2 separate regions of the Muntiacus reevesi genome follow, and region 2 is linked to region 1. Evidence: chromatin contacts called from public Hi-C data. All regions are on one chromosome and are shown on one strand. Each heading gives the region's core, a stretch centred on a gene start, on an enhancer-like site or on the middle of the called end of the contact. The rest is flanking DNA. Distances are from core to core; before and after follow the strand shown.

The links. Hi-C and Micro-C count contacts between places; a contact is called where the count stands out from the background.
Region 2: a contact with region 1 is called in a Hi-C map of muscle, with 7 times the contacts expected there. The contact joins the promoter of PHF8 here to the promoter of FAM120C in region 1. A contact is called at or near these places in 2 of 3 Hi-C or Micro-C datasets (blood and muscle).

What each region holds. Positions count from the first base shown.
Region 1 is chrX:49,564,466-49,569,766 of mMunRee1.1, reverse strand. It overlaps FAM120C (family with sequence similarity 120 member C), which reads right to left and starts at 1,705. Exons shown (of 17, transcript XM_065914937.1): 1 at 910-1,705. The coding sequence starts at 1,617.
Region 2 is chrX:49,746,252-49,751,113 of mMunRee1.1, reverse strand. It overlaps PHF8 (PHD finger protein 8), which reads right to left and starts at 2,733. Exons shown (of 22, transcript XM_065915390.1): 1 at 2,321-2,733; 2 at 920-1,109. The coding sequence starts at 1,017.

The DNA.
Region 1 (5,301 bases), core at 456-2,955:
GGCCGCACATACTTGATATTCCCATTTGCTTCTGCTTGCTTTTCTTCTCTCCTTTAAAGAAGCCTCTTCCCAAGCATGTAAGTAATTCAAATCCAATTCATTCTTTAAGACCCAGGTGAGGTCCAACTTCAAGGAAGCCTCCTCTGAGCATTTTAGCCCAGATATAGCCCCCCAACACACATACACCATAACAAGTACTATACTTACAATCTTTACCATAAAGCGTAACCACATAACACATTTATACCATTGAATAAATGTTTCATGTGTATATTTTGATTTTCCAAGGGCAGGAACCATGTCTCACATGTCTTCTAAACCCCTTCCTCTTAGTGGGTTAACACTTGTTGAAAAGTGAACTAGTTGGCTTGTCTGTTTGTTTGTTTAGGTTAAGGAAGGATGAGATAAAAATAGGTTGAAATGAAAATGGTTGAATGGACAGATGGGTGCAAAAGAAGCAATGGTTCAAAATTCGGGGAAAAGTTGTAGAAGAAAGGTGTTCAATTAACATGTTTAACTGATCTGCTGCAAGTTTGGAAAGAGACTAACAGAAGAAGGATGTCAACTGCAAAATTTGAAAAGGGCAGCTTGAGGCAGAAAACAGCAGGAGAAAGATGGAGCTACAAAAGACATTCTGCTAAAACCTAGAGACAGGCCAATTGGGTAAAGGGGGTTATTGGGATGACATGGGTAGAGAGATGTGGTTAATGTAGGTGAGCGAATTGGTAGAGGGTGGTATGAAGGGTTGGGTAGATGGATAAAATGGTCAAGGGTATTTAAGCAAGTGGGTTAGCCGACTGGGCGGTGAGTGGGTAGATGGGAGAAAAGGTAAGTGGGTGGGTGGTTAGGTGTTTAGTTGAGAGGGAATAGGTGTGGGGCGAGTTATTTGAGATCCGGCCCCTCCCTCACCTTGACCCGGAAGCGGATGAGTGCTAGCCTCACGCAGTGGCTCAGGCAGGCCGGTGGCAGGAACCAGGCCCGAGGAGGAGGGGTGCCCTTGTTGCCCACGTGTCCCACGATCAGTTGCGCTGTCTGCCGCTCGGCCTGGCACCGACGGCCCCACTCAGCCAGCCGGTCCTTGCCCAGGCCCCCGGGGAACATGACCACCAGCTCCAGGCCGTCGCCGCCGGGATAGGCACAAGCCTGACAGAGCGCTGACAAGTAGCCCAGCATGGCGTTCCATTGGCCGCCACACACCCAATCCGTCTGGTAGCCGCCATAAAGCCGCGGCAGCGCTGAGCCCGCGTCCACAAGCACCCGGGCCCCGGGTAGCGGAGGGGGCGGCGGCGGTGGCGGCGGCGGCGGCGGCGGGTGCAGGCCGGGGTGCGCCTGGCCGTGATGGTGGAAGTGGTGAGCGGGGTGATGGTGCCGAGTCGGCCCCGCGCCCCCGGAGTAGGCACCCAAGGCGGCGGGCGGGAATGGCGGTTGCTGAGGTGCGGAGCCCCTGGCGGCGCGTGGAGCCCCGGGCGCTAGGGCTGCCGTAGGCGGCAGCTGGCGATGCTGGTGCTGCTGCTGTTGCTGGCGCGAGACCGTGCGCGCGAGTTTGAGGAGGTCCACTGGCACCACGGCCCCGGGACAGCGCTTCTCCAGGAACTCTTGGAAGCCCTGGACGCCCATGCTTCGTCGGTGGGCAGATGAGACGGCGGCTGCGCGAGCAGGCTAGGCGCTGATCTGGGCGCGAAGCTGGGGGCGGGCGCGTGCGCACTCCGCGGGGGGCGAGGGGGCGGGGAAAGGATTCCCGAGGGGAGGGGTGAGCTAGAGAGGGAACGAGGGCAGGGTGAAGAGGAGACAGCTGACTGGATTTGGGAGGAGAGAAGGGGTGAGGCCGACCGGAGTCTGGAGAGGCTGGGAGGATAAAACCGATGACGTGCTGTAGTCACTTCTTTTTTATCCCTCTCCCGCCGCTCTTCACCGCTTCAGGAGGGGTAAAGCCTTTTCCTGCCACCTCCGGGAGCCATATTGTCTCTTCTCTGTGGTACACGCTTTCTAGCTGGAGGCGGGGGTGGTGGAGTAGCGGGGGCGGGGCAGGGAAGCGGGGCAACCTGGGAGTTGTATTCTCTTCAAAGGCTTCGGGATAAATAGTTGGAACTAAATTATCCTTTTCTACCCTTGTATTCACTAGGTATCAAGGGGCGGGGCGTGATAAGCGTTTAGGATTTGCACTCTTAACTCTACATCCACCGAGTTTCTTCAGGTTGTTTATCGCCTTTCCCAGGAAAAGGAGTTTGGGGGTAGTGATGCATCATGGGAAAGGAAGTAAAGTGGATTATTTTAATTCAGCTTAAGTATTATAAGATTCCCAAGGAGAAAGAATTTTCCTTTGGGGGGAGGGAATAACGGGGGTAGCACATTATTGAAAAAGACACATATGAAAGGTAAAAATGATAACCACCACCATTTCTGTGAGGCCTTGATGCTGGGAAAGATTGAAGGCAGGAGAAGGGGAGGACAGAGGATGAGATGGTTGGATGGCATCACCAACTTCAATGGAAATGAATTTGAGCAAACTCTGGGAAATAGTAAAAGGGAAGCCTGGCGTGCTGCAGTCCATGGGGTTGCAAAGAGTCAGACATGACTGAGCCACTGGATAACAATAATAATATAATCTTAGGTTGTAAAATAACCTTAGTTCTGTAATAATCCACATAACTTTTAGCTAAGATAATTCTTTGAGGAAGAGTTTTTTGGCCCCAGTTTACGAATAGTGAGATTTACATTATTTATTTGCCCAAGGTAATGCAGAGACAAAGTGAAATAGGATATCCAATGTACTCGGGATCTCTTTGTTTAGGGATATAAGCATCAACACAAATTAAACTACAAGTTGTACCTTTCTGGTACTCTTTGAGCTACAATGTCATATAGTTAGGACATTTATTTGCAACCACTATGAATCAATTTGTTGGGGAGCTCTTGAGAAAATAGCAGTAAGGGCTCCAATTCCAGACATAATTGTAAGGAAGGGGGACTCCATCCAGGGTCTGAGAGTGAACTCTTGTTTAACACTTGGAAATGAATTGTCTGAGGAGACATGTGCTGACAGAGCAAGAGGCTTTATCGGGAAACGGCACCCGAGCAGAGAATAATAGGGTAAGGGAACCCAGGAGAAGTGCTCTGCCATGTGGCTCGCAGTCTGGGAGTTTATGGTGATGGGATTAGTTTTCAGTTTGTCTCTGGCCAATCATTCTGACTCTGGGCTCTTACTGGTGGTGTGTGAATTGCTCAGCCAAGATGGAGTCCAATGAGGATTCTGGGAGGTTGGTAGGACATATGGACTGGCATCTTCTCTTTTTGACCTTTCCTGAATTCTCCTGGTTGGTGGTAGCTTGTTAGTTCCATGGTCCTTACCAGGATCTCCTGTTGTTAAGATAACTCATGCAAGTGGCTACTATCTTGCCTGGCCAGGGCAGGCGGTTTCAGTTTTTACCCTAACAGTACAGAATCATCTTTTGAAAAATCTATTTTCAGCATTCTCCTTGGTTGGTTATGATATTGTGCCAGTCTTCTGGATGACTGGCTTTTACAGCCCACTGTTTCAGTAGGAGGAGGGTATCAAAGAAGATTCATTCTGTTCTGTGAGTAGTAGTCATATCTGGCTTGGAACTTAATAGAAGGCAGGAAATAAAAGCAGACTAAATAAGAACACAAAAGTGCAGAACCCAAGAGTAGTCCAGGTGAAATGAAGTCTGAGAATAGTGTGCATGCATGCTATGTTGCTTCAGTTGTGATTGACTCTTTGTGACCCTATGGACTGTAGCCTGCCAGGCTCCTTTGTCCATGGGATTCTCCAGGCAAGAATACTGGAGTGGGTTCCTGTGCCCACCTTCAGGAGATCTTCCCGACCCAGGGATGGAACTCTTACATTTCCTGCCATTGGAAGGTGGGTTCTTTACCACTAGTGCCACCTGGGAACCCCGAGAAAAGTGTGAAAGTATTAATCACTCAGGCATGTCTGACTCTTTGTGGCCCCGTGGACAAGTTGCCCATTGAGAAAAGTGTATGGGGATGCAAAAGCTGAAAAAGCGTCAAACTCCATAAAGAAATTCATCATAAAAGACTAGTGGAGATAGAATAAGTCAGATTGGCAAAGAATCAGTAGATGTTGAAGCAATGCACATAAATAACTCTTCAGAAAACAAGCAGTGAAAGAGAGAATAGTGGCTTGAAAGGATGGCAGATGGAAAGAATAGAGGTTTTTCTAGTATAATGGATACCTAAATGATTGTCTACTCAGCCCTCCTTTCCTAAGAATTAAACCTCTCCCCATTTACAGTTATAACAAAAACTGTCATGTTAACCATAACCATAGCTGACTGGGTCAATGGCACATAATGAATTCAGGCTGGGTCGATCATAATCTCACTCCCTAGAAATTTGAAACTGGACCAGAGAGACCAGTTTTTCTTGAAATTTAAATCTTGCAAGATATCAGCGGTCAATTTTCCCATCAGATGAACAAAATTAAAAGATGCTGGTCTGAAGGAAGGGAGAAAAATGCAGACTCAGAGAAGAGATGGAAGATGGGAAGGCTTCATCATGTTTAAGTCCCAGGTTTTAGATCATTCTTTAGATATTCTTGTCCTTGGTTTCTCTGAAGCAGTCTCATATCTTTACTATTTTTAAGATAGAATTGAATTAGAAACTACTCATGACCAAAAAATATTAATGCAAGAACTGGTACCAGAAATGGGGTGTGTCAAATTACAAACCCTAAACTGTGGGACTGGCAGAGATTGGAGATCTCTGGTATCATTAATCGAAAGTTTGCATTCTGTTATTTGGCAATGAAATAGTTGCTTATTGCTTTTCAGACTCAAAAACAGCAGCCCTTCTGCACATATCAAGAGTTTGGCAACTGTTGACGGTCAGATATTCATGGGCATTGCTGACTTATAGTAGTAGAACTCTGTCTCACTTCAAATATTTCACTAGTTAGGAAACTGACATCCAGGCAGTTGGAATGAGGTTATCTATATAAGCAGATTCTTTACCATCTAAGCCACCAAGGAAGCCATCTATATAAGCCAAAGCTCCCAAATGTGAAGATCTCTTCCTCTGTACATGCATTCTGCTGAAATGCAAGAGAGAGTGGGTAAGTGTATCATGCCCAGAGCAGATCAAAAAAGAGAAGCTTCACGTCCTTTAAATCAGCCTACTGTTTTCTATCTGTGCTCTGAACTGGACACCTTGAGCAGAATGCCAGGGAGAAGGAGGCAAGTCCTTCCGTACAGAGCTAAGAAAGAGAGCTGCAACAGAATGAGTCAGGTTACTCTGTTTAGTAAATCTAAAGATTCAAAGTGC
Region 2 (4,862 bases), core at 1,484-3,983, 180 kb before region 1:
AAAACGACTGATAACAACTGAAAATTCTAGAACCTAACAACATGCAACAGCAGGAGGGCGCCATACACTGTTTTGTTGTACTCCAATGTACAAATTCTCTCATGGTTTTCTTTCCAGAGCTGGGACATAAGTCCCAATAATGGGATAATATTACAGGTTTATTCCACACTCTAACCTTTCTGGAATCCTGGGTGACAGGTGCTTATGTGCACACATGGTTACCTGGAGGGAATTCATTAGTGGTTTTACTCCTACTGTTTTACCCAATATCTCCTCTGCCTAATTCAATTTACCTGGATGGTTCTGCAGCTAATACTGTAGAAATAAAATACTACTGCATTTCTGCCTCCATTTACTAGGTGCATGCAAAAATGCTTTAAATAAAGAGGAAGGATGTATTAGATATATTTTATCTAATAGATAAAGAAAACACTCTGTCTGCCTGAAGACAAAGAGGCTCAGAGAAGCAAAGCAACTTGCCCAAGGTCACTCTGATAGTAAGCTGAAAAACCACAACTCAAATCCATGTTTGTTGGACTCAAATATCTCAAATATGCAGTACAGTCTCTCCCAAAGTCAGCCTCTGAGGAAAAACAAAATTACCAGAATACAAAGATGATATATTCCTTGTAACTGAAATGAAAGTATTTTTCTAAGAAAAAAAAATAGAAGAAGGATTCAAAGTAGAAATATATATAGGAAAAGAAAAAAGAGGAGAAACCAAATGTCAATGTTAAGCTAGGCCATAATCTACAAGGAGGGATGTAAGAACCTGTGTCTGGGGGTGGGTTGGACCTAACTATCCCGGAGAGAAGGGAAATTAAGTTTCTGAGGAGGAACCTGAACCAGAGTTGAGAAAGGAGCAAGCCTGTGAGCACCTGGCCACTGCACCCTGTCCAGGGTGCCCTGCCCTCCTTACCTGCCATGAAACCAGTCCTGGCACATGTCACACTCGATCATGAAGCGGGTCACATCGTAAGGCAGCCGACAGAGGCAATACACTGGTACTGAAGCCATCTTCACCAGGCCTTGGAGCGTTCTGCAGTGGGCCAGGTTCTTAGCTTCAAAAGGAGCAGGAGGCGGCAGCACGCGTCCCCTCTGGACCAAGCCTGGGCACAAACGACACTTTTACAGAGTGAATCAGGTCCCCCAGGGTACCAACCCTCAGCTCTCAAATGGACAGTTACCGCTGCCGCTGGGATGCAACACAGCTGGTTGGAGCTATAGGGGGCAACTAGAGAAAGTCCACGGGCCGCTTAAACAAATAAAGAACAGCGCTCTGCTCTCGAGGCTTTATTTCCCCTCCTTACCTCCTTCAGCCCCCTGGGTCAGTGATAACTTCTTTCCGGATTTCAGGGAAAGATCTGACGCCTTTTCAGGAAGCTCCTTTAATCTCTAACTGCACCCTCTCCTTGTTAGCAACGCTGCTTCCCAGGGCTCTCTTTATTATGACGCAAACGACAGCCTAGAGGATGAGGCTGGGGGTATCTTAGAAAAAGCCCCTTCTCTCAATCCAAAAATAGAGGCAACAAGAGAAAGAATAGGGATCCCTGGAAGTCCTAAGATTACTCGAGTATTACCTCGATGCCTACAGCCTACAGGAACGAGGCAGACAAGAATAGGCGCCCAACTAAAATCACAGTTCTGGGGTCGTGTTCCGAGAGTTTTAAATGATCTGCTCCTTCACTTTCAAACTTATTCCATCCACGACCAGACGGGAGTCTCATCACCCCAACAACTGAAATAAATCTCAACCTCAAAACTGATCAGCTCACTCACTACTTCAAAGCTGACAGGCTTCTGTTGCACCCCAGAAACTCAAATAGTTCGCTTCAAAACCCCTGAAACTGACTAGAATTTCCTCACACTCCGCAACCAAGTGAGGATTTTCCTCCCACAGCTCTGAAATTGGCAGACATCTCCTCACAGCCCCCCTCAAACTGACCAAGATTCCTCTGCCCCCTTAAAACTGACAGGTGATCTCACCACAGATCCCAAAGTGACAGGAATATCCTTCCAGCCCCCGAAACTTAGGAGAATCTCCTCACGCCTCCCAAATTGACAGGAACCTCCTCCTGCCCCAAACCTGAAAGAACGTCTTCGGTCCCGAACCCTACAGGGACCTCCTCATCCGTAAAGCTGCAGAGAGTCCTCAAGCCCGCGCAGCTCAGTCCTACCGAACTGCCGCCGGCCAGGCTCGCTCCGGAGCGCCTCAGCGTCTAGATCAGCGGGAGGCTCGGCCGGCAGTTCCGGCCCCACAGGCTGCGCGCGCCGAATTGTGGGATCGTCACGGCAACGCGGCGAACCTCGCGAGCCTTACCCTCGAACCACCCGCTGGGTCTCGCTGGTCGCCCCGCGGTGCTTCAGGGCAGCTTTCTCCACAGCTCTGCCTCGGGCCCGGCCGTTAGGGCCTACTGGAGCCCTCGGCTCGGGCCTAGTCCGGCGGCCGCCCAATGAACGGGCTAGCGGCGGCGTCGCTGGGCTGGCAGGAGATCGCTGCGAGCAAACCAACGAAGAAAGAGACGAACCGGCGGCCGGGTTGGAGAAAAGCAGTCCGGAAAGTCGCTGGGAGATGCTCAGTGGCGGTGTTAGGCAATTCGTAGTAGTCAATAAAGTTTATTCAAAACAACGAGGAAGTTGGGGCGGAGAGAGCAGGAGAAACACGGGGTAAACAGCTACCATGTTGAGAGTGGCGGCACCGCCGTGGGGAGGCGGCCCAACCGCCATCTTATGAGGTCCGGACTCGCGAGGTAACCTCAGCAGAGGCGGGCCCCGGCTCCCGCGTGACGCCACGAGGGGCGGAGCGTCACCTTGGGAAGCAGGGCGGGGCTCGGCCACCTTTGGACCCGCTGGACTCCCCAGGTACCCAGTCGACGCCAAGGACCCGGAACCAAGAGGCGGAGGGGCCGCCATCTTAGGCGAGGCAGGCACTTGGCTCCATTTTGAGTGGGGCCAGAGCCTTCCCTGCCTTCCCCCTCCTCCGGGCACGCAGGGAGTTAAGCACCCACCACCAACACAGACACTGAGACACACACATACTCTTGTTATCTCTCTTCTCACTCCTCCCCAGCTTTTCCTTATGAGAAGGGGTGAACTCTATGACTGTGCGCCGCAAACTTAATAGGTGGCGGCAGCGTGGGGGAGGGGGGGGTGGGCGAGTACTCACAGAGGCTCCTGTTCACTGAGCACCTTCGGCAGGTCGGCCTGTTTCACAGGGTCTCCAGGTCTTTAATCTTCACCCTGCAAGAGAAGCTATCATCCCCGAGTGAAGACACGGGCTTAGGGAAGCCAAGTTGCTTGAGTTTCAGAGCCAGAAAGTTGAACCTTGCACTCTACTACCCCCGGGGTCCTGCCCTCAGTCCCTCCATAGAGCCTCTGTCAACTCCCCAGTTCCCTCTGAAATCTCTCTTCTTTGGTGTTCCCCAACCCTCTCTGGGCTTCCCTGGTGGCTCAGCTGGTAAAGAATCCGCCTGCAGCATGGGAGACTTGGGTTCAGTCCCTCAGTTGGGAAGATCCCCTGGAAAAGGGAAACGCTATGCACTCCAGTATTCTGGCCTGGAGAATTCCGTGGACTGTATAGTCCATGGGGTCACAAAGAGTCAGACCGGAAGGAGCAACTTTCACTTTCACAGCCACACCACCCCCCTAGTTCAGTTCAGATACAATTGAAGGGTTTCCATATACCTGTCCCATGATTTTCTTACTATAGCCTGAGGATGGAGTAGAATAGGTTGAGGGGATGGAACTCCACACACATGCTTCAGGGTGGCGCTGGTTTTCTCAGACGGTCTAGAAAATTCTCTAAGAATCCACTTACTATTTCATTTTCTTAATGGGTCCCACTGCTTTAGAAAAGAAAACACGTGTGTGCACACTGATTTCCTAAGTGATGAGGGGGTTTGGCCCTGGGGATAGAATGATGAAAAAGAGGTACACTGCAGTGGGAAATTGCCAGCCAGCGCAGGAGACAAGGCTGCAGGTAAATGGTTGGAATACAGCATCCAATAAGTACACAGATACCTCTTGCAAAATGTAGAATGAGGCTAAGAAAGTGCCTCAGAAGCTGCTTGATGATGTCAAGGAAGATTTCAGAGAGACTTGGAGTGTATATAAAAGTTCACTAAATTAATAAGAACATTGTATGTAAAAGGATTATGATGTATAAATGGGATTCCCAGGTAGCTCAGTGATAAAGAATCTGCCTGCTAATGCAGGAGATATAGGAGATGTAGGTTTGATCCCTAGGTGGGGAAGATCCCCTGGAGAAGGGAATGGCAACCCACTCTAGTATTCTTGCTTGGAAAATCCCATGGACAGAGCCTGGTGGGCTATATAGTCCATGGGGGCTGCAAAGAGTCAAACACCACTGAGTGCGTGCACATGCACAGACACACACATACACACACACACACAAGCAAACATTATGTACAAATGCATGGATACACATGGAAAAACATTTACAAAAAAGTTGACTTAAATTTTATGCTGTAAGCAATAAGAAATCACTATAGTTTTTGAGCAGAAGCAACAGGGTCACATTTGTTGCTTAGGCAGAGGACAATCCAGGTTTAGTGGGACCTGAAGCTTATACAGTTTGTGAGGTTCATTTCATTAGGAAAAGAATATAGACTTGCAAATGCAAAATTACATTAAAAGGTAAAGTTTTTCTAGAAGTCATTCTTACACCTGGGTAATAACTATAAATGGAAAAGCCACAAACATATAGATGTCCCCACTAAACCCAAACTAAATTTATCCCACAAATCAACTTCTACTTAGCTGAATCTCAAAAATGTCTGAGGCACCAACACCACCTACAAGGAAAATGTGACCAGGAAAACTCATAGTAGAAAGGGACAGCA